4 separate regions of the Mus musculus genome follow, and all the other regions are linked to region 1. A link is a contact called in public promoter capture Hi-C data. All regions are on one chromosome and are shown on one strand. The core of a region is the stretch at or near the end of the contact, and the rest is flanking DNA. Distances in the headings are between cores, read along the strand shown. Region 1 holds the start of Lbp (lipopolysaccharide binding protein). Region 2 overlaps Manbal (mannosidase, beta A, lysosomal-like). Region 3 holds the start of Nnat (neuronatin). Region 4 holds the start of Platr27 (pluripotency associated transcript 27).

Region 1 (7,638 bases), core at 1,710-4,209:
CCAGTTTCCAAACCATCTCTCTCTGCCCTCAAAGCTTCAAAGCCCAGAAGAGTCTCCCATTCAATGCCAGCAATTCACACAGGGAACTGAGGCCTGAAGAGAAGAGGCAGCCCAAGGAAATGAAGAAGGAGCTGAACATAGCAGGAACTCTGGCCAGGTTTAGGGGAAGCAGAGGCTCCCTGGGGACCCTGGACAGACGTACGTACATACGTGTGTGTGTATGTATGTGTGTGTATGTGTGTGTGTGTGTGTGTGTGTGTGTGTGTGAGAGAGAGAGAGAGAGAGAGAGAGAGCTCTGCTCTTCTTCCAAGCCTCTGTCCCTGTCTTCTTATCCTAGTGCCTCCTCAAACAGGCTTTCCTTGACCAGTGTACGGGATGGAACCCCATAGGACTTGCTGGTGGCTGTGTGCTACATCAGTTACCCATCAGAGATTAAAGTACACACCCTAGAGGGCTGAGCAGGTACAGGAAGGAGCATGGGCTTAACCAACGAGGGTCTGGCATATGATGACCTCAACCGACTCGGCTTCCTTCTAATCCCCACCAATGCTTAGCTGTGGCCACACAGTAAAAGACATACCTGGAAATAACCAGGCTTGAGGACCCAGGGACAAAGGCCTCCACAACCCTCTGTCCCCGTGACAAGGACAACATGGTACATGGAGCAGGCAGTCCTGTGGGGTGACCTGTGCTGCACATGCACACAGTACCCCACTGCCTCCAGTCTTTCCTGCGTGTCACATCATTATTCCCTTCCCATTCAGTCTGATGAAGTTACTGAGGCACCCCAAGTTCATGGGAAGTGAACAGGCTCCATCTTTAATTTTTTGAAAATGTTTTAATATGTATAATTATTTTTCCTGTATCTATTATGTCTTGTGCACCATCTGTGTGTGGTATCTGAGGATGCCAGCAGAGGGCACTGGATCCCCTGGGACCGGTGTGAACAGATGACTGTGAGCTGCCATGTGGGTGCTGGGAATTGAACCCTAGTCCTCTGGAAGAGCAGCCAGTGCTCTTAAACCACTGAGCCATCTCTCCAGCCCCAGTCTTCACTTTTGATGAAGAGGAGCGAAGAATCTGCAAGCATGTTTCTAAGTGACCTCTGTTACCACAAAGCAGAATGTGGTTAATGTCACGCTGGGGAAGATGTGCAAGGGACTCTGGGATCTCAGGAAAACACGGGAGTGGTCAGGGAAGGGTTCCCGGAGCCAAGGGTGGAACAAAGTTTGAAATTACTGGAAATTATGGGCAAAAGCTGAAAACACAGGCCCATCCCTACTGTAAATCTTGTTTTCTGCTTTGGAATTTTATTATCTTTACTTACTACAAACATACAAATCTCCAGGACCACATCTCAGTGCCCAGTAAGCTACAGAGTTACATGTCCTGTGTGTGCTGAGAACTCATTCTACCACACAGTTAGATCTTGAGCCACAAATACCCACAATCCTCCCTCCTAAGCAGAGACAGCCCTCCATAACTTCTTGACAATTTTGACTTTGACCAAAGGCATAGAGCCCTTCAATAGTGTCATTAGGAATGGCAAGTCCCACTTATTCCTGCAGTTTTGTCACCAAACCAGACCCAGATGCTGCCCTCTGCCTCTTGGAAGCTGGTCCTTGAGAGATGAGAGCTGGCAGGTGAGATTTATTCAGGTTTATTCAAGGGCTGGCAACCTGGATAGTCCAGGGAGCTCTAACCCTCAAAGCTTCAACATGTTCAACACAAAGAGGTTTCACAGGGAGAGAACAGACTAGACTGTGGGCAGGAAGGCTACCCATTTCTCGCAGTTTTCATGGCCCTGGGTGTGAGTCACTTTTATTTTCCTCTTACTTTCTGGCTGTGGAGCGCTTCAGTTTGGCCTCACATGCATGGGTGCTTTGTTCATGCCTTAGTATTATTCCACAGAGCCTCTGCCTCCTGCGTGCATTAGCTTTACATGCTTAGGGCTTTTCCGTGTCAACCCTCGGGGCAGTTCAGGGGAGTTGTGTTAGTTTATACTCAGGAGGAAAGGCTAAAGAGGACAGGCACTGCATGCTCTGGTGTAGTGCGAGGGTCCCTGAGGCTCTCTATTCTGTAAACCTTAGAGTGCTTATCGGGCAACATCTTTATCATAAGCTGCATTTAGAATCCTGGCACTGGGAAAGTAGAAAGGGCTTGAAGAGGATCAAGAGTTCAAGACCAACCTGGGCTACATAGGAAGACCCCCCTCCCCCATCTCAAAAAAAAAAAAAGAGAGAGAGAGAGAGAGAGGAAGGAAGGAAGGAAGAGAGAGAGAGAGAAAGAAAAGAGAAACAGAAGAATTTTCTAGAATGCAGGGAAACGGGGCACACGTGATCCTCACAAAAGGTAAAAGAGAAAGCAGAATTGGAAGGGTGACACGGCCAAGCCCAACTCTCAGAAGACAGGCACCGTCCCTCTCCCCTGCCGCCTTAGCCGGTGCTCACTCCTCTGCCCGGGTCATGCAGCGCAAGGCAGCTGACACATTAGAACTCGGACTGTTATGTACAGCAAGTTCCAGCTAGGGTCATGGGGCATCAGGATGTTCTGAGAGCTTTCGGGTGGTGTTTGGTTTGGCGTGGTGCTGGAAAGATATGCCAAGCTGCTGTTCAGACAGCTATCCCATTGCAAGGTTGGGAGGAGAAGTCCCTATTTAAACAAACAGTTAAAAGAACGGAGAGCAGGGGAAGACAATCCTACTTTTCCTTCCTGCTTTCATGGGCTGGGCTGTGACCCTGAGTGAACCTCAAATTCCTGTCTGTGACACCAGGCCTTCCTAGCAGAGAGTCAAGAAGGTTGGCAGAGGCAATGCAGAACCTCCAGAGAGTGTGGGGTTTCCCCCTTCTCCATGCAGGGGAGAATGGGAGTGGCTTATCCCCTTGGCACCAGGCCTGCCCTCCTAACCTGTGCAGTGATCACAACAATGACCCTCCCCCACCCCCCACCTCCCACCCCTGTGGTGTCGCAAGAGGGTTCCAGTCAGTGGGCCTCTCTTTCCCTGGGCCTCTCTTTCCTGCTCCCAGGAGCCCGCCCTCCCTCAAGAACCGCCCCCTAGCCCTGGGCCTTGACTAGTTAAGAACACCAGAGCCAGCCCACTCTGTCACAGTCCTCACTCCCCCACGGAGCATCCAGGATGAAGGCTGGGACTGGACCTCTGCTCTCTACATTGCTGGGGCTGCTGTTCCTGTCCATACAGGGAACTGGCGGTGTCAACCCCGGTGTGGTGGCCAGGATCACCGACAAGGGCCTGGCCTACGGTAAGAAGCCATAATATAGGCTGGCCAAGGAGGCGGGACACCAGGCACAGCCTGGATGTGAAGGGCATTGTCCCTCTGGTAGGGAGTCTGCTATACGGGTATGTGGCAATAGCTGCCATCTGGCTGGTCACTCTCCAGATATGTGACCTCAGCCCATAGCTTGTATTTTGAGGGCTGGGGGGAAGGTTTGGGGTCCAGCAGCTGAAGCAGGAGGTAAGAGAGATAAGCAGGTAGCAGTGGGCAGATAGGCTGGGAAGAGAAGGCAGACAGCCGAGGTAAACAGCCCCACACAGCAGCTGGAACCAGTTCTTTGGAAGAGTCTTGGTGGAATTTGAAACCATCACCTAAAACCACAAATCCTAAGTGAAGGCAGTTAGAGACTGGGAGGGCCAAGCAAGGCTACGGACGGGGATGGGATGTGCCCCCTTGGCATCTGAGTGGCAGTCATGTGACTTACCAAACATTAAAACTTATTGATCAGTGATTGCTTCAAGGTGAGCACTCCTTAGGTACCTTTATGCATGTCACTCCCAACTTCCCTCCCTCCCTCCTTCCTTCCTTCCTTCCTTCCTTCCTCCCTTCCTTTTTAAATGTTCATGTATTGCTGTCCTGGGAATTGCACATGCTAGGCAGGTACTTCATCACAGAGCTATGGCCGCAGCTGCACCTTCTCTTTTTTGTTTTTGAATTTTGGACAGCAACTCCCTAACTTACCCAGGCTAGCTTTGAACTCACACTATAGGTAAGGCAGGTCTTGAACTTGTGATTCTCCTGCCTCAGCCTCCTAAAGTAGCCTGGGTTCCATTTCTGCAACACCAGGCTTGATCCAACTTGACAAACTAAGAAAAGGTATTTAACAAGCTACTGAGAGTGACACAGAATTATCGTGTCCAAGGGGTGAGGGAGCTGGGATGTTTGTACAGCCCAGACCTATCACTTCGGTAGAGCCTCCATTGCCTAATCTAATGGAGGTCATAACACTGCTTCAGTTGAGTAGGGATAGTGGGATCTAAAACAGGCTATGGACAGAAGGGAAAATCAGGGAGGGCTTCCAGGGGGAGGCAAAGTAGAACCAGCAATAAGAACTAGCCAGGGACAAAGGGTGTCGTTCCATCAGAGGGATCCTGCCATATACACCCTAAAGAGGAGGTCTCATTGAAAAGGGTGAAAATGGATGTCACTAGTGACCTGTGTGCACTGCCTGGCTGGGTGCAGACTCCTATCAGGACACAGAGCGGGGCCACAAATAGCATTTGTTTGGGAACCCCAAGTCAGGGACATTTGTCTTCTGCCCCATTCCCTGGGCACATGTGCCAAGTGTGGGCACCCAGTGCTGGTTGTGTGGTTCTTTCCACACTTTTAGTAACATTAACCCTCCTTTGTTGTTCTGGGCATTAACTGAACATCTACTGTATGCCAGCCACGAGCTGCGAGCGCCTTTTCTGCTCGACAGGCCAGGCTCTGGGCTCCATAACGCCCATGAGAAAGTGATGCCTGGGAACTTGTTCAAAGCCACTTGGTTAGAAAACTGCCACAGGCAGGATTCTAGCCCTGAAATTCTCCAGTGATGTCTACACAGACCTAGTACTAAGGAGGACAAAAAAGAGGGCCACACCCAGGCACTCAGCACGCCTTTTCTTGGCATGTAGTTGGTAAAGGCCTCTCTGTTCTCGCCTGTAAAATGAGCCCACCCCCTGACAACCCTGCAGGAGGCGATGTGTACCTCCTGCCTTCTGTGCTGCCTGGTGTGAGTGGGCTCCGCAGCCTGTGCTGTGACTGCCGGCAGAAAGCTTCTCTAGCCAGGGATGATGGGAGCAACTGAAGAATTTGGAGCACAGGGCAAGAGGCATGGTGGCCAGACTGACCTCAGTTTTTCCTTGTCTGCAGCGGCCAAGGAGGGGCTGGTGGCTCTGCAGAGAGAGCTGTACAAGATCACACTACCGGACTTCAGCGGGGACTTCAAGATCAAGGCCGTGGGTCGTGGGCAGTACGAGTTTCATAGGTGACTGGAGAGGGGACAAAGCCCAGGAGTGGGACCTGGAAACCTCTTGGGTCAGGCAGTGGGGGGGGGGGGGGGCTTCAGATGGGCTTTCTCAGGGGGAGCTGGATCCCTGCATTCAACACACAGCAGTGTGAATGCCTCCTGAGTGTGTGGCCTGAGTCTCAGTTTCCTCATCTGTATAATGGAACTGATTGATGCTGCCCTCTCCCTCAGGGTGTTAATTCAGGACCTGGCTACTTTGAGTGACCTGGAAGGGAAGATAGGCTTAGAACTTAAAATGAAGTGTCCTGAACACTAACACTGCCTTTTGTGGATGGTGCAATCAGGGAAGGCTTCCCAGAGGAGGGAGCACCTAAGCTGAGTTTTCAAGGTTGGGACCTGGTGGTTTCCTATGGGCAGCCCTGGGTCCTCCCAGTCTCCTCTGAGGGCTATCACAGGCTTTCTTAAATCTGGCCCCCTTCCTAGGCAAGAGAAGCACTGAGTTGCCATCTGACACAGTATGCCTATGGGCCCTCGCCAGGATACTGTCACAGGCCACTGAGGATCACAGGGCCCAATCCTGCAAGCCACTGAGCCCATTTCTCAGAGTGTAGTCCCCTATTGTGAAAAGGGGGTGAGCCCAGTGCCAGCCTGCTGCAGGGTCCCAGCGATGTGAGGAGGGTTGTCTGAGGCCTGCCAGGGTTAGAAAGAACTCTGAAAGTCAGGGAGCCTGGTGCTGTGCCAGACAAGGCAGTGACAGGAAGCGTGGTTCCAGGGAAGCTGTGTCCGGGCACCAGCCTGATGCCTCCCTCCTCTCTCCCTACAGCCTGGAGATTCAGAACTGTGAGCTGCGTGGCTCCTCTCTGAAGCTGCTCCCAGGCCAGGGCCTGAGTCTCGCCATCTCTGACTCTTCCATCGGTGTCCGAGGCAAATGGAAGGTGCGCAAATCCTTCCTGTAAGTTAAGTTCCATCTACCCTTGGGCCCATGACTTTGGCCTTTGTTCCTTCTTCCTGGGTCATCAGAAAGACCACATGATGGACAGACAGGTGTAACCCAGGCCCCAGTGGGGGCCGGAGTCCGAGTCCCGAGTTTCTTTCTCTCTAGATTCCACATCTTCTAAGGGGACAGTCCTGCTTCCCTGAGGGCTCTGAGTAAACTTAGTGAGACCACGTTGGCCTGTTTGCACACAGATCTAGATCCTAAGGCTGGGACTCCCATGAGGTAGAGCTGTCCTTGGGAAGTGGCTGTCTGTGCTCTCCCTCAGAGAGAGGCCCTGACCAGGAGCTGTAAGCTTAGGGACAGTCAGAGCTCATGGCGCAGGACTGGGAGACAGCTCATCAGTGACCCTAGCTCAGCCTGCTCACCCTCCTTCCTCTGCCCTGCATCACGGGCTATTCGGGGCCATTAGCATTCCAGCCCTTAGATGAGGTAGCCCCATGAAGACACACACATGGGTGACTTAAGAGCTGTAGAGGTCAGAAGGTGAAGGTGAAGGAGGCAGCAGGCCTCTCTCCTCAGCCTGAACATGGCTTGTGCTTGCCACACTTCCATGTGGGCTCTTGACCGCTCTGGTCTCTCCTTTCTTGTATCTTGACTGCCTATGACCGTGGTTTTCAACCTGTGGGTTGTGACCCCTTTGGGGCAGTAAATGTGTTTCACAAGGGCCACCTAAGACCATTGGGAAACACAGATATGTACATAACGATTCGTAATAAAATAGCAAAATTACAATTATGAAAATAATTTTATGGCTGGGGGTTGTTATACCATGAGGAACTGTATTAATGAGTCACAGCATTAGGACAGTTGAGAACCACTGTCCTATGAGGACCCGCCCTCCGTGCCTCTATTAATCTCTCCAAAGGGGCTGTCTCCATGTGAAGTCACTCCCAAGAGGTACGGGGGCGTGGCTCTAACACGTGCACTTGAGGACACAGTTCAGCCCAGGGAGGAAGAGCTGGCCAGTCTTAGCCTGGTGGTCTGGTCACATCTGCTCCTAAGACCTGCAGTGTCCCACATGGCAGTTTCCAGCCACGTGTGTTTGCAAAGTGCCTGGTATGAACAGAGCCCCACCAGAAGTGTGAAATGGCTAGGTTTACAGATTGAGTATAAAAGTGGAAGAGGAACAAATCTTACTAATTCTTACACAAGGCACTGCCGTTTACACACTGAAGTGGCTGCATCCATTACTACACTTATTTGGGCAGTTGGGGCGCAAGCTCAGCAGTTAAGAGCACTGGCTGCTCTCTCAGAGGACCTGAGTTCTGGTCCTGGTTTCCGGTCAGGCAGCTCACAGCTCACTATAACTCCAGCTCCAGGGGATCTGATGCCCTCTTCTGGTTTCCATGGGCACTCAAACACACAAACACATAAATAAAAATAAATCTGCAAAAATT
Region 2 (7,638 bases), core at 2,693-5,192, 930 kb before region 1:
GTATGTGTCTATATTAAGCTAAGTACCCTATGCTGATGTCTCTAACCCTTGATCATTATCGTGTGGATGATGGATTGTAGCTTCCTTTTCTTATCTGGAACCTCCTCCCCACTGCAATAGATCCATTTCTCCTTCTATTCACTTACAGTCAGTTCTGGCGTGCGTTTGCGTGTGAGTGTGTGTGTGTGCTAGAGAGTGAGTTCAGGGGCTTGCATATACCTGAATTACCTCTGCAATCCTTTGCTTTCTTGCCTTGGCAGAAATGTCACGTTCTTAGCCCTTCTCTGACCACCCCACATAAAATAACAAGCCATTCCTCCTCCTTTTGAGTTTTCAGATTTTTAGCTTTGCCATTGTACTGTGTGTGTCTATAAGCACTCCCTAGAATGGAAGCTTCATGACAGACCACAATAGCACCAGTTCACAGCTATCCTCTGCAAGTGCCTGCCTTGGTCTTTAGCCGGTGACATTGGTCTAGACGGGGCAGTAGTCACGCTGGTGATACAGTTGTTTCTTTTTCTCAGGATCACATTGCCAGACCTCTCCCTGGCCTGACCACAGTGTTTATATGCCCGGTGTGCCGTCCTTTCAGTGAAGTCCCGAGGTGCCCGTGATGCACCAGCTCCTTGCCTGCCACACACTTCCTGCCTTCCCATGTTAGGAATGGTGCTGCCAAGACTGCTTTTGTACCTGGAGGCCCTTTCTTTTTAATTATTTCCTTAATCTAAATTCTAGGAAGTAAGTTATTCACACAAAGGATATAATCCATTTTATGACTTTTTATACGCTGGCCTAATGACCGCTTAAGGAAGAAAAGAGGCCTAAGTATATTATGGCTTTGGGAACTTTTTTGATGGGCTCAAAGTGACATCAGCTCTCTAAGAAGTCAAGAGATAAGCTACAGTGTAGCTAGATGCCCATAGTCACTCCCCCAGAGTCCTGACTCCTGAAGTTTCTGTCACAGTATCCAGTCTTCATAATAACTTCGTTAGACTGAGTATCGATGCCCTCAGTAGACTTCACAGATTTGAGCATGAAGCCTGGTCAGGGGCAGTAAGTTATGAGGTGCCACTGGAGGAGTGACGCTTTCTTCAGCCTTAGCACAGGGCTGCTGCCCTGGAGAGCCTTGTCAGCTCCCCTCACCCTGGAGCTGGGCTGGGCTGCCTTGGAATTCACTTCAGAGCCAGCTAAGGAGCTGCTCCAAGCAGTCTGCCTGCCTCCAAGCCTCGCACCTTGTGCATGACCAAAGATGGAATCCTTGAGCCCCATGCCCCACCTGACTCACTGTATTGGAACCAGCCACACTGGGCTCTCTCCAGAAGCCAGCTCCTTCTCCGGAGGAGGAAGTTCTGCCAGCTCTGAGGATGGGGGGCGGGACAGTGAGTGAGGAGTGGCTCCTGCTTTGAAAGGCTTCTAGAGTCAGCTGAACTGATGTGAGACCTGGCTATCCTGCTGGCCAAGCACATGAGCTTCCAGAGGGACCAGGTCAACAGGAAAACGAAAACATTTGTGTGAGACCCACTCTGTTTGCATGGTTGGCCATCTTGTAACCCTTGTGTGTTTTTCACGTTGTGAAAGTCATTTAAAGTAGAGGAGCAGCAGGGCTAAGATGGAAGAAAGAAATGGACAGTCTCTGGTGGACAGGGCTTACCCATAGAACCGAGTAATGCATGCTTAGTTAGTTACATTTAAAGTATAAGACGCAGGGAAGCCAGGCATGATGGTACAGGCCTGTAATCTCAGGGTTCTGGAGTTGAAGACAGCAAGATCAGGAGTTCAAGGCCAGCATAGGCTACATGAGAACCAATGTCAAAAAGTAAAATCAAATACATAGTAAATAGAAAAAAAAGTGAAATTTTGTTTTGTGTTAAAATAAAGAATGAATTGTGTCATTAGCCACTTTGTATCACTATTATCAGTACTTCGGGAACTTCTTCACACTCCTAGACAAGAACTCCGCATCCTACCTGGTTTCTACAGCTGCTCTGCCAGCTTATGCCCCCATCAGCAGCTGTGGGGGTCTGGAGGAGAGTGGCTCATGTTTGAAAGCCTGGTCCCTAGTCGGTGAACTTGAAAGACCCACAACGTGAGGACTCCCCCACATTCTGACTCAGGAGAGGCGACACCCCAAAATCACCAACGAGAAAACGGTCTTGCTGCAAATTGCAAGAGGATTTTTATTCAAGAGCGCTCTCGGGCCCACGGTCATACACCACGCAGGGGTAGAGGACTGTGGCGCCCCGAGTAGCTGAGTAAGGGGGTATTTAAAGGAAAGAACCACAACTCAAGGAGGTGGGAAGGGCGTTGTTGGAAAATACCAAAAATACCAGTTAAGAGTCACAAGGAAGTACAAAGTCACAAGTGTCAGGTTATCTCTCAAGACAGTTTCTAAGAGCCCCTAACAATCTAAGAGCCCCTAGCAATAGCACCTTTGCATAGTGGGTTCCAGTAGTGGTCAGGGTGGGTCAGGGTGACTTTCTTTGAATGAACACTCTTTGAACCCAGGAAGCGGGTGGGTGGAGGAAGGAATGTTGCTATCTGCTTTATGATTAGCATACCTTGGAGCATTGAGTTTATTACTCTTTCAAACTGTTTGAGAAGGATTTTGAAGTGTGGCCCCTTTGGAGGAGGTGAGGCACTGTGAGGGGGACTTTGAGGTTTTGAAAGTCCACACTAGGCCCAGACTCTCTGCCTGCTGACTGTGGGTCAGGATCTAAATAAAGCTCGCAGCTACTGCCTCGATGCCATGCCTGTCTGCATGCTGCTGCGATGATCAAGGACCAGCCGTCCGAACCTGTAAGCGGGCCCTCAATTAAATAGTTTGTTTTGAGAGTTGCCTTGGTCGTGGTGTGTCTTCACAGAATAGAGCAGTAACTAAGACAGCAATGCACACAGCTTCCAGTTTCTCCACAGTTTTACTGATGCTTGGTGCCCACCTGTGCTTCTTGGTATACTTTTTTTTTCTTCATTTTAAACCCCACTCTGTGTGTGTGTGTGTGTGTGTGTGTGTGTGAGAGAGAGAGAGAGAGAGAGAGAGAGAGAGAGAGAGAGAAAGAGAGAGAGAGAGAGAGAGAGAGAGAGAGAAACTTGGGGCAGTTGGTTCTGGGCTTCCATCAAGTCTATCCAAGATCAAAATCAGGCCCCACGGAGACTTGTCACCAACCTCACCCTCCTGGTTTTGCCCACACTGGCAGTTTGTGTAGCACAGGCTGACTGTGAGCTCATCTTCTAGCTGACTACTGGGATTGCAGACTTGAACTGACTGCCCCTCCCCCCACTTATTTAGTTTGTTTTTATGCTGATTTTTAGGGGTCAGAGGCACACTTGCTGTTGGTAGTCTAAACATCCCCACAGTTCCTAAAAGCAGCCAGGTACGCTCCTCCCCACAGTTACCTGGCAAGAGCCAGGTAGGCCTGGCCCACTATAAAAGGGGCTGCTTGGCCCCTCCTCCTCTCTCTCCTACTCTTGCTTCCCGCTTGCCTCCCCCCACCCCCCACCCCCTTTCTCCCTCTCTCCAGGTGGTCATGGTAACCTCTAATTCTCTCCTCTCTGCCTTTCTCTGCCTCTACTATTCTGTTAATTCCCCTCCCCATACCCTAAATAAACTCTGTTCTATACCAGTGGCTGGTCTCTTAGGGGGCGAGGATGCCTCCTCATAGGCCCGCCAGGGCACCCCCTTCCCCCACACCCAGATAGAACATATTCTTATAGCTCTTTCTCCTTTTATGATCACAACACTCGCTACGGCATGTACCTGATGGTCAGAAGACAGCTTTCGGGAGTCTGATCTTTCCTTCCATCATGCGGTCCCAGGGATCAAATTCAGGTTGTGAGGCTTGGAGGTGGCAGGTGCCTTAGCCAGCTGAACCCTCTCTCCACCCATGCTCTGTTATATTGTTGCCGCGTGGAAGTTCTTTGTCTATCGGAATGCCAGACCTTTACTGTCAGTATGACTCACGAATGTCTCCATCCATTCTCTGGGCTGCCTTTCACTCTCCGAGGAATGTCCTCTGTGAACAAAAGGTCTTGATCTTTTTGTGGAGTTTAATTGACTCCTTTCTTTTGTAACTTGTGCCTTTGATGTCACATCCCGGAAACCACTGCCAAACCCAGTACCATAGAGATTTCCCCCAAGAGAGTCCTAATGGTTTTATAGTTTGGACTCTGAAATTTAGATCTTGGGCCGGTTTGAATTAATCTTTGTATGAAGTACAAGTTGGTTTGTGTTTGTGTGTGGACACTGTTTCTTGGTAGCACTTGTTTAAAGTCTGTCCTCTCCTGCCTGTGAATGTTTATTTGGAGCTCTCTGTCTGTCTGTCTGTCCGTCTGTCCTCATGTCAGTAGCTCTGCTTTGATTACCTTAGTTTTCTAGTAAATTTTGACAACATGAAATAAGTTCTCCAACTTTTTTTCAAATTAAGTTAAATTAGTTTTAGTAATTTGACAGCATGCCACTTCATCATATAATCAACATAAACGTTGTTGATGAGGTTGTTTACATTCGTTCATAATAAGGCTTGAAATTTGTCTGTATTTAAATTAATTTAACTGTCATTCAGTTCAGACTAGCCACACCTGGGGCCACATGTGGATCATGAGCACTGCATTGTGTGGCTCAGAGTTCCCTGGGGAGTGCACGGGATGGCAGTCTGTGACATCTGTGACAACCAATACCACAGTGCATTTGTCCCTTTAATGTTGGGGTGGCAAAAGGAAGCCATTTGTAGGTGCCTCAATAAAGAGGCAAAGGGGGAGGATGACACAAAGGCCTGATGGGGAGGGTGACCCTTGTGCTCAGGCTTGGAGTTAGAATAGGGTTTTGAACAGCAGGCATGGGTGGAAGGCTGCTCTGGACAGATCGCAGCTTCATGGAGGACTCAGGATTCTTGGAGAGCCATAGGCAGTTCTTCCAGCGTCACCAGGGTCTTAAGAGTGGAAGAGGATGGGGCTGGAGAGATACCTTAGTAGTTAAGAGCACAGGCTGTTCTTCCAGAGGACCAGGGTTCAACTCACACTTGTCTATAACTCCACTTACAGGGGATCTGACAGACATATATGCAGACAAAACACCAATGCACATAAAATAAAAATAAATCTTTTTTTTTTTTTAAAGTGGAATAGGAGCCAGGTGGTGGGGGCAAAAGCCTTTAATCCCAGCACTCAGCAGGCAGATCTAGGCTAGCCTGGTCTACTGAGGAAGTTCTGGGATAGCCAGGGCTACACAGAGAAACCTTGTCTTTAAAAAAGAGACTAGGAGAGGGCTGGTGAGAGGAGAGGTGAGCTGAGGCTGGCTGGTCTCCCTGTTACCTATCTCTCAGCTTTCCACTTATGGGCTGGGCTTTCCCTTATCACTGTGTCTCTCCATTCAGACCTGTAGTTTAGAGTCCGGTAAGGCACATCTGCATGCCATCATGTGGGAGTCACAGTCAGGAAGGGAGCCAGATCTCTGAGTTCCAGGATAGCCAGGGCTGCTTAAAGGGACTGTCTTGGAAAACAAAACAAAAAACCAAAATGTAAATAAATAAATAAATAAAATAACAGCAACAATGAGCAATTTAGAACTTAGCGCTTTTCTCTGCTTTACTTTTTACTTGGTCAAGTTAAACGGGGCTGGGTCTTCCAAGGTTTGTTTATGTTCCATCCCATCTCCGCATCTTCCAGTTTCCCTTCCTGGCCATGTGGGTCCCTTTCCCACCCTGGAGTCTGCTTTTCTTTCTATCTAGAATATTCTTCCCTCAGATTACAAGTGTGAGTCACTCTACTTCTGCCCTGTTCCCATCTCTGTTTACTTTTATAAGACCTGTGGCATCCACAGAGGTCTCCCCTCCCACCCCATATGAGATCAACCGTCTCCCGAACAGTTTCTCTCCCCCTGCAGCCTGGCTCTGTGGTCTGCTGTCTGCCTGCATTCGGAGCAGAGCTTTGAGAGCAGGCATTAGCCTGTCTCTTTTTCTTCAGCCTTTGGTATCCCTAAGTGTTACATCACGAAGTGAATGAATAGACAGAGTCAGCCAGGTAGTCGGTGTTCCTGAGCTGGTAGGGTGCTTGCTCAGCATTCGTGAGGCCCTGGGTTCCAGCCCCACACTTAGGGCAGAAGCAGATCAGAAACTCATGGCCATCCTAGCATAATAGCAAGCTCTAGGCCAGCCTGAGATGAGTGAGACACTATCTCACAAGCAAAACAGAGCAAAATACAGAGATGTGCAGGTCTTTATAAGAACGTTGGGAGATTTTTGCATTTGCTTATTTATTTTTACTGGCTTTATATTCAGAGAACATCAAACATTTACAAAGTTGAATGGATGGTTTATTGTGCACATATTCTCCAATTAGATTCAAGGATGTTTCTGCCTCTCTCAAGTTGCTTCCTGATCTTGCGTGTGTGTGCCTATAGCATATGCATGTACACAAGTGGGACCTCTCAAAGATCACATGGAGAAACCTGACATTCACTCTCTCCCTTAGAAGTTGGTGCTGGAGAGTGGTGAATCTCGAGGTGCCTGGCAGTGGTGCCTTGGGCCATGGCCTCCGACCTGGGCTTCTCACCTCCCGAGGTGCCTGAGCCCACCTTCCTGGAGAACCTGCTGCGGTATGGACTCTTCCTGGGAGCCATCTTCCAGCTCATCTGTGTCCTGGCCATCATCGTACCCATTCCCAAGTCCCATGAGGCGGTAAGTCCTTCCCTGGGACCTCAGCTTTCTAGATGGCAGGCTGGATGGATTCCTGTGGCAGGAGAATCGCCACAGACAAGATGGGCAGGGGCTGTGTGACCCCTGTCAAGTTAACTTGCTTCCTGGAAGACCACCTGATGGATGAGGTCACAGACGCACCAGAAGAAGGCGTCAGATCTCGTTATGGATGGTTGTGAGCCACCATGTGGTTGCTGGGATTTGAACTCCAGACCTTTGGAAGAGCAGTCGGGTGCTCTTACCCACTGAGCCATCTCACCAGCCCCACTGAGTACTCTTAACCAGTGAGCACCCTCTATTTGATAAACATCAACTTATAAAAATTTGAGCAAAAATTTAAATATTTTTCATTTTCACATTATATGTATGAATATTTTGCTTGCGCATGTTCAGATGCCATCTGTGATTTTGAGAGCCACCATGTGGTTGCTGGGGAGTGAACCCAGGTCCTCTGCAATAGCAACAAGTACTCTGAACTGCTAGGCCATCTCTTTAGTCCCGTTTTAGTTTCTAAGTTACACTTATTTATTTGTTTGTTTGTTCATGGGAGAGAGAGAGAGAGGGAGGGGGGGGTAAGCTTGTGTGGAAGTCAGAGAGAACTTTGGGGAGTTGGTTCTCTCCTTCCACCGTGGGGGTTCCAGGGATAGAACTCAGTTTGTCAGTCTTGGCAGCAGTCACCTTTACGGTGTGAACCATTCCACTGACCTGGGTTTTATTCTTTGTTTTGATACTTGAGATAGGGTCTCCTTTGAAGCCCAAACTGTCCTTGAACTCACTCTTCTCCCACTTCAGCCCCCCAATGCTGCAATAGCAAGTGTGTGCCAACACACTCAGCCACAAAACATTTTTTTAAAAAGAAGTTGCACCAGGTGTAATAGCTCACACCTACAATTACAGCACGCAGGAAGCTAAAGCAGGGGGATTGCTGTAAGTTTGAGGGCAGCCTAGA
Region 3 (7,638 bases), core at 1,683-4,182, 750 kb before region 1:
TGCACTGGAGACATGAGGTGGCCCCTTTAGGTCAGCTGAGAGAGACAGGAGGAAGAGCAAAGGGAGAGAGGCTGGGCTGGAAGGCAGGAGCCCAGATACCCAGGCCAAAGAGCAATGTCTCCCCATCGCTTCTTTCTTAAAAATGAGGCAGAGGAAATACTGGAGGTCTGCAGACAACGAGCAGTTGAGACATGATTCCGTCTCACCTTCTCAAAAGGGAACGAAGGATGAAAAAGCGAGGCTCTCGGGCATCAGCAATCTCTTCAAATTTGAGATAAGTGCAAAAACAAGCCCTGTCTTGGACAGGTGCTCCCCAAAAAAGGAAAGGGGTTGGAAGTGAACCAAGGGGAAAACGGGGAAAGGGGACGAGGAGGGAACGAGGAAGGTCTTGACGAGGAAGGGTTATGGAGGTGACATTGAGACTACACTGTATCCACACAGGTCATATCAAGGGTATAGATTCCCCAAATCAATGAGCAAGGGGGTGGGCCAATCCGTCAGCCGGGACCCAGATGGTGACAGAACACACAACCATAAGACCACCCACGACTACAGGACTCTACAACAGAAGCACCGATCAGTGCCATTATTCACATTGTAAGGATAAAACATCACAGGCCAAAAGGCTCCATTAGGAATGTGGTACCCGCAGGACTGCGGGATTTGAAACTCCAATGCTTTATGACCTATGTCAATGCCTCCCCTCCCGTCTTCTGCTTCCTTGGCAAGCTATCTCGGCAGACGTTAGGTGCCCACAACACCGGGGTCATGGGCTGATTCCGGAAGTGGGGAATCGGAGCAGTGGTACAGGAAACAATTTCCCCAGCAGCTATAGCAGATGAGAAAGAGGGCTGCCAGGAAAACCAAGGCACATATTGTGCAAGGTTTCCGTTCCAGGAGGAAGCTGAGCAGGTAGAAGCCCATGAACATGGAGTGGCTGAACCACAGAGCGGGGTTGAGGGGCTTGGGGATGAGGAGGACGGGCAGCAGCCACTGGAGGCAATACATGATCTCTGCCGGGCAGGGCCTTCACCAAGGCTGCCAGGCACCGCTGCAGGAACCGACCTAATGGGAGCCAGCAGGCACAGGTGGCTGCCCTTCGCTTTCTTCGACTCTCTCTCCAGGAGCTGAGCCGCTGTGCTCTCTGGCTGTCAGCCCGGGATCACCAAGGCAGCAGGGATCCTGAAGAGAAAAGTCAACACAACAAACAGACAAAGGACAGACAGACACACACAAAAAACAAAAAACAACAAACAAAACAAACAAAAAAACAGGAACAAATTGTATACTTATTTGGGAAAATGGATCATGGTTAACAACAGCAAATGTGAATGCCCTTTCCTCCCCACCCACCCATGAATGTCTACTCCTATCCAAATTATTACTTAAAGATAGCCTGCTAGGGTGTGTCTTCCCTAGGCTTCTACTGGGGGATCCCAGGAGGACACGGTCCCCACAGTGGGCTGGCTTTGCCTGGGCCCTGCCCAGCAGAGATCATGTATCGCCTCCTGGGGCTGCAGCCCGTCCTCAAAGGTCCCAGACCTCACAATACCGCCCTGTGGCTGCCACAGGACACCATGGGCTTGGTGTTGTGCCACCGTGTGGTAAGGAAAGGCTCTGTATCTAGTCTCACATCTTGCTGCTACTGAGTGTGGTGGAGTATGCCAATTTTACAACAGTTATCTGTGCACTGCCGACCTGGAGAGGCTAGGCAATGGAACCTCAGATCCTGGCAAGCTATGGGAAGATACAGTAGAAAGCAGCCTGAACCATTGTTTGCCTTTTGCAAATAGTTCAGCATCATTTACCCCAAACCAGCCAACTTCTTTGAAAAATAAATTTTTAAAAAAAGAAAACCAAAACCACAATACCCAAACTCAGTTGGACCATTAAACCTCCATCTTTTACTGACATTGAACAGAAATGGGTCTATGAAAGTATTTAATCAAAATTAATGTCCTATCCAAATAGGGGCAAATACTATTTGGCCTCTGTGCCAAGGAGGCTTGCTGGAGAGGTACTTTCTCCAGCCACTGGGACCGTGGGAACCTTCTACTTGCAGATGGCAATTTGGTCTTGCTACCATTATCGCAATTCACTAAAGATCTATAAGACAACGCTAACAGAGGACACAAGCTTTACTTTGAAACTAGAAGACAGTAGCCACAACCCTACGTGGATGTAGCAAAATCCTATTTTGTGTTCCAGCTGCATAGCGAACTCATACAAAGAACCACCCTGGCTCAGGCAGACCTACTAAGGATTAAGAGAAGGGAGCACAAAAAACAGAGGTCCGTATCTGTCCCGCAGAAAATTTGGTCTACTTCTCCATAAAGCTCGCTCCTTTGGCACACACAAAGCACGCCAATCCTTCCTACATCCCTCCCAGAGTAGATACAATTGCTTTAGCTACGAAGAGCAAGAGTGCCGGTCCAGCTCGGGATCGCAGCCACTACCGCCTGCCGGACAGAGCGGGAACCAACAGTCAGAAAAGATCAAAGATTCTCACAAAACAGCTGGCATGGGTTTAAAATTCACGGACTAGTAGGAATGCAGAAAAAAGGTATACATTTTGCTTTCAGAGAGACTTCTGTAACTTCGGCTTTCCATCCGTATGGAAGGTATATTTTGGCGCGGCACTGGTTACGCGGCATGTAGAATTTGTAGGCTTGGGTGTGTCGAACCAAGAGGCTTGCACCCCTACCCTCATTCTACACTGTAGAGCCACGACTTCCCTCCATTTTACACCGAATTTCAAAAGCGGGCAGAGCAGAATCTTCTGGAACGGTGTTAGAGCGGGCTCAGGAGGTGGGGGTCGGTGTGGAAAGAACAGACGGGATTTTTTTTTCTCTCTTGGCGAATGAGGAGCGCCCCCCATCACCCCTCCTTCTCAACATCCCCCAAGCGCGCATGCGCACTTAGGTGGCAAGAGGGTACTTAAGGCACGGCCACCGGGGCTGCGGCATTGCGCCCAGCAGCGGACTCCGAGACCAGTAGACCTCGGCGAACCCTTGCTCTCGACCACCCACCCACTTTCGGAACCATGGCCGCAGTGGCAGCAGCCTCGGCAGAACTGCTCATCATCGGCTGGTACATCTTCCGCGTGCTGCTGCAGGTGAGTATGTACCCGGGCTTTGGGTGGGAGAGGGCACCCGAAACGCGCCCCGGGACCCCTTAATCCATATCGCGATTGCCGCCCCTACCCAACCCATCCTATCCCAATTGCCGCAATCCCTGTGTACCAAAGTGCCGCGGTGGTACTATTTGTCCCCGCCCGTTCCCGTGCCCACATCCTCGCGCAGACCCTGTCCCCAGTGCGCCCGCGCCCAGCCGGGAACAAAGACTCAGGGGTGCGGCGGTCGCCCGCTGCGGACGATCGCGACCAACGCGGTAAGAAATACCCGCTATATTCAGGCTCGATCCCAGGAGGGAGGCGGGGCACTTGTGTGCTGTGAAACTTTACAGTTCGCACAACAGAAAATTTTCACCTTAAAAAATTGCGCAATGCAGGAAATTTTCTTTTAAATACACTATGTACACACATATAACACTTGGGTGGGTGAAAAAGAAGTTAGAAAATGGCACTCCTCAGGAAAAATAACAAAAAGAATCTCAATAAGGGGGAAAGGGAGGAAATAGAGAAAACGCGCATTGCAGGAAAAATAAGCCAGACAAAGGCACTTACTAGGAGAAAAATGGATTAGATAAAAGTGCATTGGAAAAGAAACAAAGAAACGAAAAAAAAAAAAAAAAAAACCGAATTGGAAACACACTAGAGAAAAAAATGCCCCTTGCAGGACAAAAACGGAAGGGGAAAGAACATTTTCAAAAAAAAAAAAAAAAGAAAGAAAGAAAGAAAAAGAAAAAAGAAAGAAAGAAAGAAAGAAAGGGGCAAATCATTTTATGGAAAAAGAGAGTGCGCGATATCGCGCGCAAAAGTGCTTCTCTTAAAGCCAAACTGGAAGAAAGCGCTTTGTGCAAAAAAAAACTATCTACCCCAAGAGCTCCCTTTGCAGGAATCCTGCTAAAGGAATCCTTTGCCAAAGGAATCGCATATTTCCTTCAAGGTGTTCCTGGAATGCTGCATTTACTGGGTAGGATTCGCTTTTCGAAATCCTCCAGGGACACAGCCCATTGCGAGAAGTGAGGTATACTTAAGTTGTGGGTCCAATCAGCTTGCAGCCATGCAGCTCTCAGCACAGTTGGAAAAGCTCCAGCTGCCCTGACTGGTGGACAAGCTGTGCCTCGGCCGCCACTCCAGGCTATGCTGGACAGGCGGGCGGGGCAGGGGGCGGGGCCGGGCGGGCAAAGCAGCAGCAGCAAGCAGCAGTAGCAGCAGTAGCACACAGGATCATGGGTACTTCTCTAAGGGTGGGTCCTGGGTCTCTCACCGCAGGTGTTCAGGTACTCCCTGCAGAAGCTGGCGCACACGGTGTCCCGGACCGGGCGGCAGGTGCTGGGGGAGCGCAGGCAGCGAGCCCCCAACTGAGGCCCCAGCTCCCAGCCCTGGGCGGCCGTGTCATCAGGTGCTCCTGTGCTTCTCGACCAGCATGGGAGCCAGTGCCGCGCAGGAATGGGGGGTCCCCTGTGTTCCCTCGTCAGAGGAGCACTTGCCAAGGTCAGTGAGGGGCCGGTAGGCCCCCAGAAAAGCAGCACCGACAATGATGAAGATATCAGTTCCCTTCCCAGCCCCTTTGCCCCTGTCCCACTACCGGCGGGTGGGAGAGGAGGGGGGAAGAGGGGAGCAACCCTCGAGATATGGGCGTAGGCACCACATTCTGATCTGGACCAAGTCGGAACAGTACCATCTCAGCCGCACAAGATCCTACCATGAAGATCGAACAGCCCATCAACCAGCAGAATGGACATTCTGACATCACCAGCTGAAGCCCTACATCTCGGTGCAGAAGAGAAAGTGTCAACTGTGTGCAGCATGGGGGGAGTGGAGGGCGTGGGTGGTGGAGGAAGAGGGTTAAGAAAACTAGTGGGGCCCCCTTGCTGCCCCTTGCCTATGGCACACATATTCCTGCCTTGCTCCCTCATTTCCCCTTTTCCCCCCGCCTTCGAAAGCCCTCCCCAAAATGTGTCACTTGATTTGGATATATTCAACCAGTAATTGAATCCCACCTTTACCAAAACACGTTCTCTAACCCCCGGCCCTTCACTGATCTTGCTTATCCCTGGTCTCACGCAGCAGTTGTGGTCAATATTGTGGTAGTCGCTAATTGTACTGGTTTAAGTGTGCATTAGTAGTGTCTCCCCAGCTAGATTGTAAGCTCCTGGAGACAGGGACCACCTCCACCAAAAATAAAAAAATGGACCTCTCCTGTCTTGTAGTGTCCTAGGACCCTGCAGGGCAGTGGGGGTGCACCAAAAAGTTCTTTTGTGGCTTCTTTTGCGACTGCGTCACATTATCCATAAAGCTGGGCAATGTACTCATTGTGGAGGGGCACACCACTTGGAATGGGGAGGGGGACCACAAGAAGACAAGAATAAACTGAGATGCCCATATCTGCCTCATTTAAATCTGTCCTGAGATAAAGGACTATTTCTCATCCGCAATGAGAAGAGTGGAATTCATCTGTCCCAGAATAAGGGACATTTTCCCTTCCCCACGATGATGGGTGAATTTATTTGGTGGTGCCGAGATAAGGTACCATGGCAGGTTTTCTATCTGGGAAAGATGGAGAGAAAATAACTGGGACTGGCCCTCTAAATGGAATACTAAGGGTCATACGGGTTAATTTAAGAATATAAAGCTATACCACAGATCTCTCTACCCAGGAGCCCCAGGAAATGAATGCTGGGCAAGAAGAGGGGGTGGTGGCTGGGACAATGAGCATGAGGTGTGGCTTGGCCCCTCCTCCACCAAGCTTAATGCTCCAGACCCCAGGATCACCCTAAGGCTGGCCATCCTGTCTTGATTTTCCAACCCTCCAGCTGGACACTCCCTCTCTTAGTTTTCTCAGTTCATCCCTAAGGGCCTTATCAGATCGATAGCTTGCCTTTTCCCCTCCCATTGCAGCAGGGAGGGTGGGCTGGCCCCTTAGTTCCCTTTCTTGGTTAGCCAGAGCTGTTCACAAGTGTCAGCTGACTGCCTCACCAAATGGTCCTGCCACCTGTTAAGCCTCATTTCTGGCTTTACCCGTCCCTGTCTCTGCACACCTGCTCCTATGCCAATGAGTTAGAAGGTCACCAGTCTCTCTTGCTATTTCCTCAAACTTCCTAGTCCTGGTCATCACATTACACACTCAGGTGCACAAAGCACCTCAAAGTTCTTGAACCCTGACCTGCAGATCCCCCAAGAAACCCTGATTTTCAAATCAATCACTGGCACCTCCCTCTTCTGCAGGGACTTTATAGTCTCATTCAGCACTAGGGAATTACGGGGGAAAGTAGCACAGATTTTGGTGTGGCCTTGGCTTTTCCACCCAGCCAGGTTGCTTTTAGTTCCCTACTAAGGTCCAGATGAGCCCCATACACATCAGAGAGGCGGGATTCCACAGGACTTGGATGTGAAACCCATTCCAAGGCGCGGTCTTCCTTAGCAGGGTAGATACAGCTGCTGCTAAGGCCTGAAGTCAGGTCAGGTCCTGTGCCTGCCCCGTAGTTACTCATCTGCAGTCAGTGGCTACCTCCTTTATGGTTAGAAACTTCTGTGGTTTGCCATACTAAACTCATTGAACCTTGAGTACATATACAACACAGGTTCCAAAGGAAGGTTGACTCTCCCCTTGGAGATCTGGAGTGGGGGGCCTGATGTCACTCTATTGTTCCATGTTCTAACGTCAGCCCAAATTAGATGCCAGCTGAGTACACAAAAGCCAAACCAGGGAGAAAGGAGTCTGGCTACTCTGGTCATAGCATATCCTGTGCCCATCCCTAAGCCAGGAGGCTACTACTGGTAACTCCAGGGCTTTCCAGATGATCTTGGTAAAACCTTTTTCTTCCATCTATTATCCAGCAGTGATGAGTGTAGGTGGAGTCTTCAAGGCGCCCTGGTGACCCTGAGAATGTGAATGTCTACTACCCACTTTCTTCTCCCACTCCACACCCTTTTGTCCTGACAGCAAACTAAACCCTCCAGAGGAGGCAGGAATGTGTTCGTGCCCTTTCTTTGTGTCAAACCTGCAAGCCTGATACAAAACCACCTTGTTTATACAATGCTTCCACAAGCTATGCATTAAAACATTTTATTCTCACATAAAGCAATGGGATGTGTCTTTATTGCAAAGTCCTTAGTACACAGAACTAAATATCCCTTTTTCTTAAAGAGGTTGCTACCTCCAAAGAGGAGCAAAGGTGGAGAAGGTGAAGTGGAACAGCTTTATGGGAATCTAGCAACACACGAGATTCCAGGCACTAATGCCAGAGAAGGCCTGACCAGCTCAAGCTCAGTAGGGTGGAGGTTACTAAGTACCAAAACTTTTAGAGATGTGGGTTCTAGGAGACTTTTAAGTCTATCTGTAAAGTAACTGAATTGTGACTGAAATGTATCTGAGGGACAGGACAGGAATTAAGATTTTTGGCTTTGACTCTGGGGCTGGCCAAAGACAGCTTAATTACACAGAGGTTTTGAAGGAAGCAGGCTCGCTGCTGACTCCTTACTAGATATCTACTTTCAAACTTGGATCGCTT
Region 4 (7,638 bases), core at 1,518-4,017, 710 kb before region 1:
TCTCACCTGAAAGGACATGGACTGGGATGCCTATCATGGACTGTGTTCTGCCTCCCCTGAGTAGCTTTCAGGCAGTGCTCCGGCATCCCAGCAACAAGGCAGACACACAGCCTGGCAACATCTCACTGGGGTTTTGCCAGCATCCTCCTAATGCCTGAAGCACAAGGAACATCTTCTCATGAACTCAACCATCATCTAGTAATTTTTCCATGAAATGTCTGTCTTTTTTTGTCTATTTCCAAAGAAAGGATTGCATTAATAATCTCCAAATGAGTAAATAAATCACTATAATGATTGGACGTGATTTTTTTTTTAAAATCTGCTTGTAAAGCTACAGCAGAACATGAACTACCTAACAGTGAGTCTATCAAAAGGCATCAAGAGCTTAGTGGGCAAACACATTTTCTGTGAGAGCCTGATGCCCTGAGTTCAATTCCCAGGACCCACAGGAGGCAAGAGAGAACTCGATTGCCTCATGTGCCGAAGCATGGAAGTGATCCAAGCTGTGCAAAGATCTATATTAAAAAATCACAAAATAATAGCCGAGAAAAGTTAAACATCTAAACCAGTGGTTCCCAACCTGTGGGTCAAGCTCCCACTGGGGTCACAGATCAGACATATTTACAATTCATAACAGTAGCAAAATTATAGTTATGAAGCAGCACCAAAATAATTTTATAGTTGGGGTCACCACAACTTGAACTGTATTAAAGGGTTACAGCGTCAGGAAGGTTGAGAACCGCTGCCCTAAATGAATGAGGAGGCCTCCAATAATTATGGACTGAATGACTCAACACTCAAATTGTTTCTCCCCAAACAATCTTCAAGTTAAGCACTGTCTCAGGCAAGACTTTCCTACAGAAATTGACAACATAATTACATAATTGTATGGAATGGACAGGGATACAGGTCAATGCAAGAGATGAATCTTTCTTCCCACCACAGGGTCAGTTTCCATTACACAGATTTATTGTGACATACACACACACACACACACAAGCACATACATACATATTTGGCCAGATGTAGTGAAACATGCCTTTAATCTCAGGAATCAGAGGCAGGCAGCCTGGTCTACATAGTGAAACCCTGTCTACAAACAATAATGTATTTCTTTGAGACGAGCTCTCTATCTTATGTAGCTTCTTCCTTGGAGAAGACGTTCCCCTACTCTCAGCACTCCTTGGCTGCCTGTAATTGCAGCTTTGAAGCTCCATAAGCTCCACTTCCTCTGCCCACATGAGCATGTCTACTGGCGTCGTCCTTGTTCAGGCCATGTGTTGGCAGCCGCGTTAGGAAGACCTTATGGCCGCAGCTTCTGACATTTCTAGGAGACACAATCTCACAGGCAAATCCTCTGTTCTTCTGGCTCTTCAAGTCTTCTGCCCACTCTTCAGCCACGGGTTGTAGTTTCCCTTAATGGTCTTCATCTGCTGCAGAGAGAAGCTTCCTTGATAAGAGGTTGTTGGGAACTGGAGAGATGGCTCAGCAGTTAAGAGCACTGACTGCTCTTGCAAAGGTCGTGAGTTCAAATCCCAGCAACCACATGGTGGCTCACAACCATCAGTAATGAGATCTGACGCCCTCTTCTGGAGTGTCTGAAGACAGTTACAGTGTACTTAGATATAATAATAAATCTTTAAGAAAATTACCCATACACATAAAAAAGTGCCCAGCCATTGAGCTAGTCAAGGCATATCAAAATTAGCTTGGGGTGTGTGTGCCTTTCATTGGTGAATCCAGAGCGCTCTTGGGTGAGTGCAGCGCTTTCCCCAATGGGAACCAAAGTGGTTTAACTAATTTGCTGTTGTAAGAGGTGAGGACTGTGCTTATTTTATGAAAATAAGCATAGATATTAAGGATGTAGTTAGGGGTTATGCTGTTTAGTAAAGCAGTGGTTATAGGTGATAGGTTTTTTTCTTCAAAATCCATGACTTCAGTAGTCTTGGGTAACTGGCTAGGTGTCCAGGAGCAGACATGATTTCCCTCTCGTTGAGAAGATCTTAATGTCTAATTAGAGAGCTGTTGGTTACTGCCAAAGTATGCATGGCACTATTGCACCCTTACAGTTACTGTGCCATGCTGCTTGTGTGGTTCATGGGTGTCAGAGCTGGGTAGGGCTCTTGGTTGCTTCCCTTCTTTGGAAGCTTGCATGAAGCCTTCTGGTACCAGGAAAGCTATAGTCCTCAGGCAGGATTTATTGTTACATTGTATTTATTATTCATTTATTTATTATTTGCTTTGAGACAGTTTCTCTCTACGTAGTCCTGGCTGCTCTAGAACTCACTACACAGACCAGGCTGCCCTCAGACTCAGAGATCTTCGTGCCTCTGCCTGCCAAGTGCTCGGATGTAAAGTATGCACTACCACGATCTGTAGCGTGAACTACATTTAAAAGGCAATCCATGCTACGGCCGGCAAGGCACTGGCGGACAGGCCACCCGGCTCTCTAAGTTCCCATGGCCGGCCGCCGCCACCCCCCTCCCCCAGCCCCCCATGCTTCCAAATTCCTGTGGCAGGCTGGGATGCCCTGCCACCATACCTTTCTCTGGAACCCAGCTGAGTCGCCTCATGAAGGAAAACACCACACAATCTTAGTTTAGAATCAACAGGCAATACAATCGCTGGGTGCAGAAACTAGCATCCTGATTTTGTAAGCTATTCAAATTATAAATCCTCCAGGTGGTGCATCCCAGTGGATCTGCCACCTAAACCAGGAACCTCTTTCTACCTACATTGTGTACTCCACACTCTCTCCTGTCCAAAAGGAAGTCTCTTTCTCGTGCTTCCCTCTTCCTCTCACCGACCCAGAAGTCCCGCCTACTACTCACCCAGTGATTGGTCCCTTGAAATCTTTATTCATTAGGGGAAGATTTCTGCCACAGTGCTCTGCTACTGTTACCTTTAGGTGGCGCACGCCTTTAATCCCAGCACTCGGGAGGCAGAGGCAGGCGGATTTCTGAGTTCGAGGCCGGCCTGGTCTACAGAGTGAGTTCCAGGATAGTCAGGGCTATACAGAGTAACCCTGTCTCAAAAAACCAAAAAAAAAAAAAAAAAAAAAAAAAAAAAAAAGAACCAATTTCTAGGGCTGGGGCTGTAGTTTAGAGGTAGACAGCTTCTCTGGTATCCAAGAGGCGCTTGGCTCTTCCATACTACCAATAAACAAAAACAGCCTCCGAGCTGGGGAGATGGCTGAGTGAGATGCCTCAGGAGTGTAAGGGCTTGATTTTGAGTCTCCACGACAGTGCATGTGGGATCCTGTTCCGCCTCCAGGGAAATGGGAGGCAGAGATAGGAGAATGCCCAGATGCTCACAGGCAGCTAACCTGGGGTACACATCAACTAGCAAGGTGAAAGGTGAGTCCCAACAGCTGGGGTTAGCCTCTGACTTCCACATACTATAGCACAGGCATCTACATGTCTACATACACACATCATGCACATGCAAATCACACACGGTCACATACATACACTCTCATACACACACACTCTCACACACTCATACACTCAAACTCTCTCACACACACATACACTGTCACACACACACTCTCACACATTCACACCCACCCACACATATGTACTCACACTCTAACACACTCTACACACGTACACACACTCTCCCCACACACACATACACTCACACTCTGACACACACATACTCATACACACACTCCCCCATTCTCTCTCTCTCTCACACACACTCATACACACATTCACACACACACATATAGTCACATTCACATCCTGACACACACTCTACACAGTCACCCATGCTCACATACACTCTATCACACACATTCTCTCTTTCTCTTACACACACACACACACACACACACACACACACTCCTATTCAGTGATGGTGGCTCATGTCTCTAGGGTCTAGCAGTTGCAAGGCTGAGGTGGGATGACCCAATGTCTGCTTGAGCTACAGAGTGAGACCCAATCACAAACAACAAACAAATGAGACTCAACTTCACTGAAGCATATTTTACAAAATAAAACTAAATGAAAAATAAAGTACAGACCCACCCAGAGGGCTTGGGGTTACAGGCATGAGCCACCACACCTGGCTAACTGTATTCCTTTAACATCTTTGTCTAGCTTTGTCTGCAGGTGTCCTGGAGATGGTGGGCTGGGTTCTATTCCTTCTTGAATAAATTTTCTGAAGAAGCAACCATTTTGTTACAAGTTATTTATTTATTTATTTATTTATTTATTTATTTTTGGTTTTTTGAGACAGGGTTTCTCTGTGTAGCTCTGGCCGTCCTGGAACTCACTCTGTAGACCAGGCTGGCCTCGAACTCAGAAATCCACCTGCCTCTGCCTCCCAAGTGCTGGGATTAAAGGGGTGCGCCACCACGCCTGCCCAGCTTGTTACAAGTTATTTTAAGTGGATAGAAAGTTAGCCTTAGTCATACAGATTTAAAAAAAGACACAAAAATGAAACAAACAAAAAGACTCCATTTGCCCCATTTAAATTTATTTATGTAATTTTTGTGTGCTGGGTAATAGTTGTACCTCTGAGCAGGCCCTTGTCCCCTATTTTGACTTTTGATGTCTTAATTTACCTCATTCTATACTGTCAATCTCTTAACAAGCTAATGTAGCTGTCCTTTGTATAAGCACATAGTGGATTTTGCTCCATGCTTACAGTGTCAGCGTAGTCTAAATATCGCTATGTTCACTCTTACAAGTAAGATTTGTCCTCCTAGGTGCTCTGATTGATGTATTAATCTCTTTCTCCTGGTGGTTATGACTTCTCTCAGCTTTTAGAGGTATTTTTCTCTTTCCTTCATTTTTGGCAGACCATTTGGCCGGGCCTGGTACTGTTGGTTGACAGTCTTCTCCTGAGCACACGGTATACACCATCCCCCTCTTTTCTAGCCCCAGAATGTTTCTGTTGAGAAATCTGCTGATGGGCAAATTACAAACACAGTTTGTATTATTCACTTCCGTTTTCTTCTTGCTTTGGAATCCTTGATCTCTGTGAGTTTGACTCCTTCGGTTGGGTTCCATTTCTGTTGAAACAGACCAGTGACTTTTAACCTCGCTGGAGTTGGAGGATCCTTGGCCTCTCTCAGGCAGGAATGCTTCCTCTTTAGTGTGGGCCAGCTCCTTCCCTGGAGGCAAATGGCCTTTGGTTCTGTCCAGCTTACCCCCTCCCCAAATAGCAGGGCTTTGAGGCTGGGGACTAGTTTCCTGTCCCTCCTCCAGGAGCATCTAGCTTTTGCACTGTAGGAGCAGACTGAGAATCTGTGACCTGGTGCAGAGGGAGCCGGCCCCAGTGGCCTGGGAGAGAGTGCAGAGGATTGTGATCTCCACAGGCCTACTGCCCTTTAGAAACATGGTAAAATTCTAGCCACTTTTTTTTTTAAACTTTGCTTTTTACATTTGTTAGCCAAATACTATAGATCAGGATCTCTTATAAGCAACAAAAACTTGACTTCCACATTTCTCTGGGGTTTGGGAAGCCCAAGGTGAGGTAGCTAGCAATGCAGCTGAGGAGGGCTTCTGGCTGTGGATGCCACCCATTCTGGTTTTGTTTTGTTTCTGCGACAAATCCCATGATCAGAAGCAACTTAGGGAAGAGCAGGATTTGTCTGTCTTAGCCTTCCTGGTTCCAGTCTGTCTTAGCTAGGCTAGGGCTTCTGTCACTGATGAAACACCGTGACGCCAAAAGCCAGTTGGGGAGGAAAGGGTTATTCAGCTTATACTTCCACAGCACTGTTCATCACTGAAGGATATCAGGACAGGAACTCAAACGACACAGAATACTGGAGGCAGGAGTTGCTGCAGAGGCCGTGGAGGGGTGCTGCTTACTGGCTTGCTTGCTCAATCTGTTCTCTCTCTCTCTCTCTCTCTCTCTCTCTCTCTCTCTCTCTCTCTCTCTCTCTCTCTCTCTCTCTCCCCACCTCCTTTCCATTGTTTGTTTTTCAAGACAGGGTTTCTCTGTGTAACCCTGGCTATCCTAGAACTTACTCTGTACACCAGCTAGCCTCAAGCTCAGAGATCCACCTGCCTCTATCTCCCAAGTGCTGAGATTAAAAGACATGTGCCACTACTACCTGGCATTAGCCTGCCCTCTTATAGAACCCAGGACCACCCTCCCAGGGATGGTACCACCCACAAATTAATCACTAATGAAGAAAATTCCTCATAGCCAGGCAGTGGTGGCATATGATCTTAATCCCAGTACTTGAGAGGCAGAGGCAGGTGGATCCATCTTTGTTTGAGGCCAGCCTGGTCTACAGAGTGAGTTTCAGGACACCTAGGACTGCACAGAAAAACCCTGGCTAAAAGAAAAGAAAAGAAGCCTTACAGCCAGATCATATGGAAGCATTTCCTCAATTGAGATGTCCTTCCTTCGAGATAACTTTAGTGCGTGTGTCAAGTTGACATAAGATTAGGCAGCACATAGTCCATCACTGAGGAAAGTCAGGGCAGGAACTCTTAAGCAGAAACTTGAAGCAGAAGCTATAGAGGAGCCCTGCTTGCTGGATTATGTAGCAGGTTTATGCTCAGTTAGCTTTCTTAGACAGCTCAGGGCTGGTGCCTGCCTGCTTAGGGACGGTGCCACTCACGGTGGATGGAATCTTCCTAGTTAATTAACAAGCAAGACAGTCCCTCTCAGACATGCCCGTAGACGAGTTTGATCTGGACAGTCCTTTGGCATAGATTACAGTCACCTGTAATCTATGCCAAGCTGGCAGTGAAAGCATTAGTGCCTTTAGCCAAGGCCTCACCTAGTAGGAGCCAGCTAGCTCTTTGGTATCTTTGCTATAAGGTTACATGAAGACTTTGGTCACCTTCCAAAGGCCCCACTTTGCAACATTGTCACATGGGTGATTCAGCGACCTGATACCCTGCAAGACAAATGCTTCTTCAGTAGCGGGTCCCTTCCATGGAATAAGACCTCCTTCCTCCCTCCAAGACCACACCACGCTTGTGTCTGCATTTCTCCAGAAGTTGCGGGGCCTAAGGCATTCTTGTCCTCCTTCCAAGAATGTCTTGCTTTTGAGCTATAGAATAGACGATTCTGGAAAGCAACTGGGTTCAAGGCATTTATGGGAGAAGGGCTCCCTGGGTGGCCTTGGATGAAGCCAATCTCATGTTTTTCCTGCTGTACTTGTCAAGAATGACAAGAATGTCTACTGGGCAGGATGTCCTGAGATAAGAGTTGTCTGAAACTGCCTGTACTCTGTCATGCCCCATCCCCACCCAGGGCGAGCCCAGGGCAGGCGGGCTGAGTTTTGAGTCTCTCCAGCTGCAGTGTTAAGTGGGAGCAGCATATGAGATGCTGTCTGCCTCAGTCACTGTGTTGAGCCTTGGAAGACCCACTAGTCTAGTTGTGACCCCTGGAAGTCTCAGGTCATTTCATGTGATGTGATGTGACGTGTGTATGTATGTAAATGTAAGAATATACATGTATGTGGCAAAATATGTGTATGTATATATGAGTATGTATGGAGAAAGCAGATATGTGTGTTGAGTGTGTATAAGAGTGTGAATGTGTGTGTGGGAGGGTGTATACCAAGTTACTCCACAGATTTCAGGCTCCCACAGGGTGGCTTGTTCCTAGAGCAGCTTCAACGGACCCTGCAGTGGGTCCTGAATGTTTCTTCAAGCAGGTGGTCGCCCT

Evidence for each region. Promoter capture Hi-C pulls out the DNA fragments that hold promoters and counts their contacts.
Region 2: a promoter capture Hi-C map of the SN4741 cell line shows a contact between it and region 1, with 3 times the contacts expected there. The contact joins the enhancer-like site here to the promoter of Lbp in region 1. A contact is called at or near these places in 4 of 39 promoter capture datasets (the 3T3-L1 cell line, the SN4741 cell line, hippocampal neurons and 1 more) and 1 of 115 datasets of contacts at active chromatin or transcription factors (embryonic stem cells).
Region 3: a contact with region 1 is called in a promoter capture Hi-C map of hippocampal neurons, with 4 times the contacts expected there. The contact joins the promoter of Nnat here to the promoter of Lbp in region 1. A contact is called at or near these places in 10 of 39 promoter capture datasets (the 3T3-L1 cell line, the C10 cell line, the HPC-7 cell line and 5 more), 3 of 115 datasets of contacts at active chromatin or transcription factors (embryonic basal ganglia, forebrain and pancreatic cancer cells) and 1 of 9 other capture datasets (adipose tissue).
Region 4: a promoter capture Hi-C map of second pharyngeal arch cranial neural crest shows a contact between it and region 1. The contact joins the promoter of Platr27 here to the promoter of Lbp in region 1. A contact is called at or near these places in 9 of 39 promoter capture datasets (the 3T3-L1 cell line, 3T3-L1-derived adipocytes, the HPC-7 cell line and 5 more), 1 of 484 Hi-C or Micro-C datasets (the G1E-ER4 cell line) and 1 of 115 datasets of contacts at active chromatin or transcription factors (embryonic stem cells).

What each region holds. Positions count from the first base shown.
Region 1 is chr2:158,303,534-158,311,171 of GRCm38.p6, forward strand. Lbp (lipopolysaccharide binding protein) reads left to right here and starts at 2,960. Exons shown (of 15, transcript NM_008489.2): 1 at 2,960-3,260; 2 at 5,148-5,262; 3 at 6,068-6,196. The coding sequence starts at 3,137.
Region 2 is chr2:157,372,584-157,380,221 of GRCm38.p6, forward strand. It overlaps Manbal (mannosidase, beta A, lysosomal-like), which reads left to right. Exons shown (of 3, transcript NM_026968.3): 2 at 6,466-6,671. The coding sequence starts at 6,522. Among named protein-coding and RNA genes, the nearest start is that of Manbal, 8.8 kb to the left of the region's middle. Within about 2 kb of position 3,943, at least 89 of the 459 cell types and tissues checked have an H3K27ac peak or open chromatin away from gene starts, as enhancers often do. A contact at or near this core is called in the SN4741 cell line and embryonic stem cells, where this site is marked.
Region 3 is chr2:157,557,146-157,564,783 of GRCm38.p6, forward strand. It overlaps Nnat (neuronatin), which reads left to right and starts at 2,933. Exons shown (of 3, transcript NM_010923.3): 1 at 2,933-3,115; 2 at 4,068-4,148; 3 at 4,397-5,380. The coding sequence starts at 3,044. The coding sequence ends at 4,489. It overlaps Blcap (bladder cancer associated protein), which reads right to left. Exons shown (of 2, transcript NM_016916.3): 2 at 1-1,182. The coding sequence starts at 1,008. The coding sequence ends at 745.
Region 4 is chr2:157,594,553-157,602,190 of GRCm38.p6, forward strand. Platr27 (pluripotency associated transcript 27) reads right to left here and starts at 2,768. Exons shown (of 2, transcript NR_166472.1): 1 at 2,543-2,768; 2 at 1,027-1,433.